2 separate regions of the Sus scrofa genome follow, and region 2 is linked to region 1. Evidence: chromatin contacts called from public HiChIP or PLAC-seq data. All regions are on one chromosome and are shown on one strand. The core of a region is the stretch at or near the end of the contact, and the rest is flanking DNA. Distances in the headings are between cores, read along the strand shown.

Region 1 (3,089 bases), core at 310-2,809:
AAACCCAGAAACAACATGAAAGTAAAGCGGGGAGTTCCCGACATGGCTCAGTGGTAACAAACCCGACTGGTAACCATGAGGAGGCGGGTTCCATCCCGGGCCTCGCTCAGTGGGTTAAAGGATCCGGCGTTGCCATGAGCTGCGGTGTAGGTTGCAGGCACGGCTGGAATCCCGCGTTGCTGTGGCTGTGGTGCAGGCCGGCAGCTGCAGCTCCATTTCGACCGTAGCCTGGAAACTTCCATTATGCCACGGGCTAAATGGCGGAAAAAAAGAAAAGAAAGAAAGCGAAGAGGCCGGGGAAGAAACCCAACTTCCACACAGGAACAGGAAATGGTTATCCCAGAGCAAAATTACCATATTTCTTGTGAATGCTTCCCCGTTCCCAACCTTGGGGGATCAACTAAGTCCAGATAAAGAGTAAGGATGGCTGCCGTTCGAAATCTGAAAAACATCGTGCAGGTGCTGTCGCTGACAACTAACTGTCTCAGATTTCTTAACCACCAAGAGCAAATGTGGAAATAATTCTGAAGGAACACGTCTCCTCTACCACCTATTTCATCGCTACCGTTACTAAAAACACCAAAATGAAGGAAATCGACCAGTTTATTTCAGAGGCAGAATCTTGCGCTTTCAAAATGTCAACTAAATTAGCAATTTTAACCTCAGTCTTCCCTTTAGGAATATTCTAGAGATGCTACTACTATTTCGCGCTCTTCGATACAACAAATCTTTATGACGGTGCATTGTAACCAATAACACTGGGGAAAACCTCGGTGGTGATCTCCAATGTGGGTGGGTGGGCGTGCGCGCGCGGGGAGAGCAAGGAGAGTCAGTCTAAAACTTCCACTGCGAAGGAACCCTGTACTCTCCTCCATCAGCTGGCGGCACCGCCCCCTCATGGCCTCAATTCGGCGACCGACAGATTCATGCTTCTGAAAAGCATCGATGCTGGAGGCCCAGCTTTTAAGAAATGGGTGAAAAGAAGGTAAGAATAGGGGCCGGATGGCTGAAGAGGGGAGGCCTTAGAAAAGGGGTCCCTTGAGCCCAGGCCCCACCGCACTTCCGGGCACCAGCGCCCAGCCAGGCTCCCCAAGGCCGCTCTCTCCCCAGAGGCCCCGCAGCCCGCCCCACTTCCCGCAGCTGCGCAGCCCCACAGTCTCCGCACTGCGAAGCAACAGGGCCTGAGTCCGCAGTTTCGGAGGAAAGCTGCCCGCCACCCAGCTAGCTTGCGCTGCCGCGTTACCTGTTGAGGAGCAGGGAGGCGGCGCTGAGGCACAGCAGCAGGAAGCAGAACAGTGGGTACTGGCGACAAATCTCGCGTCCCACGTCCAGCCTCAACCGCTGCTTCAGCTTCTCCCCCATCGTCCGCATCCAGGGCGCCATCTCCGTCGGCGTATCTGAGGCTGCACTACAGACTGAGGTTGAGGTTGAGGGGACCCCCCCATCAACCACCCACGACGCCGCCCCTCCAAGCCCTGCGGCGGACCCGGAGAGCCGGCGACCGGCGGACGGTCAGCGGGCTGCAGCCGCCCAAAGCCCCGCCCGAGGGCGCCGTCGCGCGTGCGCGGCCACGCCCCCCGCGGCCGGGCAGGCCGCCGTACGACGTGTCTTTCGTCACCCCGCGCAAGGCGGGTCGGTTTGCGGGTTAGCTCTCTGGGTCAGAGCCGCGCAGCCCTGGGTGGATGGCCCCTTTCGCCAGCGACTGCACCTTTTTGGAAATCGGGGGGAAGCTGCAGCACCCAGTAATTGCCTGTGTTGCAGAGAAGAGGCGGAAGGCTGTGCCCGAGCATAGGAGAAACTGCAGACCCCGCGGCCACCGGATCCTGCCTGCAGGACTCCTCGAGCTCGCGGGGCCCACTGGGGACTGTAGTCTTTGTGACGTGAGCTCCGCCACCGCTCTCCACGCCTCTTCTCTATAGGCTCAGCTCGGCTTGGGGACAGGTCCAAGCTTTGCAAGACGCCCAAGGTGGGGGCGGGGGGGAAACACCTCTCAGTCCCTGTTTTGCACGGGCCGCGCGCGGGTGAGTAAAACCACCCTGGAACAGGGAAAAGTCGAACCCACCTGGCCGCCACTCGGTGGCGAGAACATCTTTTACGCGTCCAAAGGCGAGGTAGACCTCAGCTCACCACAGTCCCGCGGCCCTAACCAAAATCCAAGTATTTGCTGAGGCGCGTTGGCAGGTTAGGTTAAATACCGTTTGCAGTCTGGTGGGGCTTCTCGCTTTACTAAGTTAGCACATTTCTAAATTTTAATTTCTGTATTCTCCACTACTCTGACAGATACAGAAAGACGTCGTAATAAGTAAAATTTATTTAGGCGGCGCGCTAAGTACTTTAACGTCCACACATTCACTTCATGATATAGGTACTCTGGTTTCCCCCATCTTACAGCTAGATTACCGACGTTAGTGAGGCAGAGAGGAACTTTGCTCAGAATCAGAGCTAGCGAAACAGGGATTTGAAGCCAGAGCCAGTTTTCATGCTGCCTGTCTTTTCTCTTTCTTAGTATCTTATCCTCTAAAGTGCGGAGACAGACATGTTCAGAAATGATTTTTTTTAAACATAAAAATCATGGTGTATGGCAGTTGAGTATTTTCCCATGTTATTATACTGAATACATGGGTCATTTCTTTGCATTATTTTCCTTCAGAATGTACCATCCTTTATTCTGTTAATGCTAATTTTTTTATATCTTTGATATTATCGTTACCACCCTTAATCACACATCTATACTCGTTTATAATTATGACTTTAGGGTCAATATCAATAACGACTGCTGGATCAAAGAATAGGAACATGATACATACTGACAAATTTCTTCCCAGAATGGTTTACTAGTTCCACAATGGTATTTAAGGTATCCATTTCACTGATCCTCATCCTTAGGTATTGTTTAAACATCATAAATGTACTGTAGACTAACAATATCATTGGAAAGCTTGGTAGTTTTCTTTAATATTTTGAGATACATAATTAAACATGAATTTCACTTTTCAGCCTTTCTTTTTAAGTGTCTTTGAACTACTTATAGCCCCTTATTTAGGGGCTATATTGAAGTATAAATAAAGGTGTAAGTTGAATGAATCTAC
Region 2 (3,521 bases), core at 536-3,035, 86 kb after region 1:
GCCTTATCAGTTTCATAAACCTCTCCCTGAGCTGCATGCGTGGGATCCAAATTTTCACTAAGGAAATTTTAGGTTTATTAATGATGACTATAAATATTGGCATTCTTACTTGGATTGGGAAAAATTTATTCATGTAGCTATTTAGGGAAAATGATTATGCATGGGGCCCAACCACCTTGGTTACATCAGATGGTATTAATTACTTAACACTTAAATTCATTCAGGATGTCTGTACAATTTTAAACTACATTTCATCAGTGACCTTCCTCATGACTTGCTATATTGTGCTTTCTTCGTTTTCAGAATAAACACCTTAATACCATAAATAAATACACAATACTGTTACACTAAGACTAAATATTCCATAATTCAGCCAGTAATGATTATTGATGGTGGGCTTTCTTTCCAGCCCAATCCCAGGAATATGTTCTGTCCACTCTGCTCTCATCTTAATAACTTTCTATAATAGTAAAAACCTTCATTTGGCTATAATCACCATGACGCATTTTACATTCAAACAGCTTGTAACCAAAGGGTATTCATTCAAAATTGATTTTAAAAAGTTTAACTAGTTTTACTTAACTAATTAAAGACTGGATAATTAAAAAAAATATAATCCATCTTGATTTTTCTTTCCATATCCATAAAATGAAGAGCTTTTCCTTAGTTTTTTACACGACATACCGGTAAATCTTGTGGCATTAGCCCTAGAAAAGGAAAAACACTTTAGCTTTACAAGACTATAAACATAAAGAAAACTTAAAAAAAAAAAAAAAAAGAAGAAAGTATTTCACAAAGTACTATTTATTGTCCTTATAATGGTCTATCTCAGAAGCCAGATCCGTATAAGGTTTTTCAACAGAAATTCAGGTTCGGGATAGGATCATCATAGACAGACCAAGGACATAATGTTGACTGTCAAGAAAAGTATGTCTACTCACAGAAATATCTCAGGAACTTCACAGCAATCTGGCCTCTTTCAATAGGCAGACAGCGACCCCTCACTGTTGGCAGAGGGGAAAAAAAAAAAAAGACACAATGTAACAAACTTCTCAAATTATAAAATCCAGGCACCAATAACTTCACATCTGCACATTGGTCTTATCTCAGAAGCCGAATCCGTATGTGCTTTTTTTTCTTCAGGTAATCAGCTTCGGGATAGGTTTCATCATTGATCAGACCAAAGCACTACCAGTGATTTACCATAAACCAAAGCAACATTAAAAGTACGTTAGAAATACTATAGATGTTGTAAGCCACATAACTTACTTCAGAATGACGCTGCCATCAGAGATATCCATAACTTCATTAGCAATCAACAACCTGCAGGATGCTGTTTTGAGCACAAGAAAAAAAACCCAAAACTCATTTAACCTGTCTATGGAAAAAGCATATGCAGACTCAAAATACTAGTTAAACACATACCTGCTAAGATCATTAGGTTTTAACCATGTCGTTTTCCAGCAAACATTCTCCCCTATGTTTTGCACTCTTCCTTTTCCTCTAAAAAAAAAAAAAAAAACGTACCATTTCAAATAGTGTACCACCGCTTCTCCTGTCAACAAGAGGTTTACTTTCTCAGTTCTAAAAACTAAGTTCAACAATACTTACCTCAGCATCTTCACTTAAGAGCTCCGTTACACCGAGAGCCATCGCTCCTGCGGGGCAAATCAATATATTTAAAATTAAGTAGTCTCGGAGAATTTCAGCACTAAAATCCTCTCCTTCAATACGATTTGCACACAGCGCCGCCTGGGGACAATACAGCTCAGCCCCACGTAGTTAGGGGCTGCGGATCTTGAAATCTCCGTTGGATCTGGTGGTGGGACGGACACCCTATCAACAAGGCGTTTTGCTCTTAACGTCAACACTAACCCCTAGCCCCAAATCCCAGGGATATGGTTGCTTTCCGGCAGTCGTTTAAGTTGAGCCAGCTAGCTCCCCGGGCTTAGCAACAAGGCCGCGCGCAACGCCGCGGCCACCAGAGGCGGCCTCCGCACGCATAAACTCGAAGCCGGCCACCACCACGACTATGGACACGTGGCGGTCTGGTGGCATGTTTCCCACGTGCAAGTTTTCAACACAGCACTCTTAAGTTCAAATTTCTGAAGCCTCTTCAACCGTACTGCAGCCCCACAACCTAAACTGCGCCACCCAGGTTCGCTCGGACAACCGCCCGCGGCGCCTACTTACCTAGCACAACCTAACAAACCCTTGAGTCCCGACGTAAAAGACCGACCCACGCATCCAGCAGTTCCCTATATAGTCTCTCCCTAGCCAGAGCGAGGCCGCTCCTCCCTCTCGCATCTATTGGATGCGGGAGAGCACGGGGGCGTGGCCGGTTTCTGACCTAGTGAGCGAGAGCGCGCCAGGGGGCTCTTTTCTTTCGTGGGCTCGTTTCGGGGCGTGGTGCGCGCGCCGTCCTTCTGCGGCGCGCACGCTCAGTCCCCGGCGCGCGCCCGCGCGCGCCGCGCTTAGTAGCTTCCTCGTCTGGCTCTACGTGGCGCGGGAGTGGCGCCAGAATTCAAACGAACAGTCGCCTTTGGAGGCGAAGCTGCCGCCTAGCTCGAGCCAAGTACGCCCCGGGCGGATGGGGCGGCTCGGGGTCAGGAGTGGACTAGAGTTTTGCGGCGCGGGACGGCCCAGTCTGTGACCCATTCGAGAAGTCGCGCTAGCTGGTTGGCAGACGCCTTGGGGGAACTGACGCTCAGGAATCGCTGCACGCCCGTAAAGAGAAATTGGAGGGCCGAACTGCTCAGTTGGAAATAGTTGGCGATAGCGCCGCGTTTCTCCTCCCGTCCACAGTGAGAAGGCTGCCTTTCTGGAGAGCCGGCCGGCTGCGCTGCAAGCGGTCGAGCTGCGGTCTGTCGGGGCCCGCCCCACCCCCACGCTGCCGGGTGCCCGGGTGCCCGGCGCTGCTGTTACGCTCTGATCAGCACAGAGATTAGCAGACCCGAGAGGTAAATCCTCCGTTTGCCAGAGAACTAAACTGACGCCTGAAGTAGCTAAGCGATTTTCCTAAATCCATACAACCAAAAGCTTTGCTATTTAACTTCTTTTATCATACTAAATTCGTTATCATGAATGCAGGAGAAAGAGTAATTTGAGAAATTTCCTAGAATACTTTATCCAAACGATACATTAATTCAGTAGCAACGGTTGCATTAATTAGTGTGTGTGGATAAATATGTGTACATATATGCGCACATGGGAACAAGCATTTGAACATTTCAGCATTTGAAAATTCACGTCTTCATAGCACTTACTACTCATTATTATGGACGTGTGCGTTTGTTTATTGTCCTCGCTTGGTGCACCGCTCTTTATTGTTCTGCCTTAAGGTGATTGTCGGTAACTATTGGTGGAATGAATGAATGAATAAATGTAGGCGGTGGCTTTTTAGAAAATTAAAATGAAGACCAAATTCCAGATGTGAATAGCAAATGTCTGTAACAGGAACCTAAGTGATGCAGTGTTTACTTGGCTGGGCATTATGCTGAAAATATTGTTTTGTAATGTAC

Evidence for each region. HiChIP or PLAC-seq counts read pairs in DNA pulled down with a chosen protein or histone mark.
Region 2: a contact with region 1 is called in an H3K27ac HiChIP or PLAC-seq map of skeletal muscle. The contact joins the enhancer-like site here to the promoter of SNX14 in region 1. A contact is called at or near these places in 2 of 5 promoter capture datasets (fetal liver and liver), 9 of 47 Hi-C or Micro-C datasets (brain, embryonic fibroblasts, fetal heart ventricle and 3 more) and 2 of 2 datasets of contacts at active chromatin or transcription factors (alveolar macrophages and skeletal muscle).

Annotation. Positions count from the first base shown.
Region 1 is chr1:54,545,645-54,548,733 of Sscrofa11.1, forward strand. It overlaps SNX14 (sorting nexin-14), which reads right to left and starts at 1,560. Exons shown (of 31, transcript XM_001927319.7): 1 at 1,244-1,560. The coding sequence starts at 1,383.
Region 2 is chr1:54,631,421-54,634,941 of Sscrofa11.1, forward strand. No RefSeq gene overlaps it. Among named protein-coding and RNA genes, the nearest start is that of SYNCRIP, 35 kb to the left of the region's middle. Within about 2 kb of position 1,786, at least 74 of the 83 cell types and tissues checked have an H3K27ac peak or open chromatin away from gene starts, as enhancers often do. A contact at or near this core is called in alveolar macrophages, brain, embryonic fibroblasts and 2 more, where this site is marked.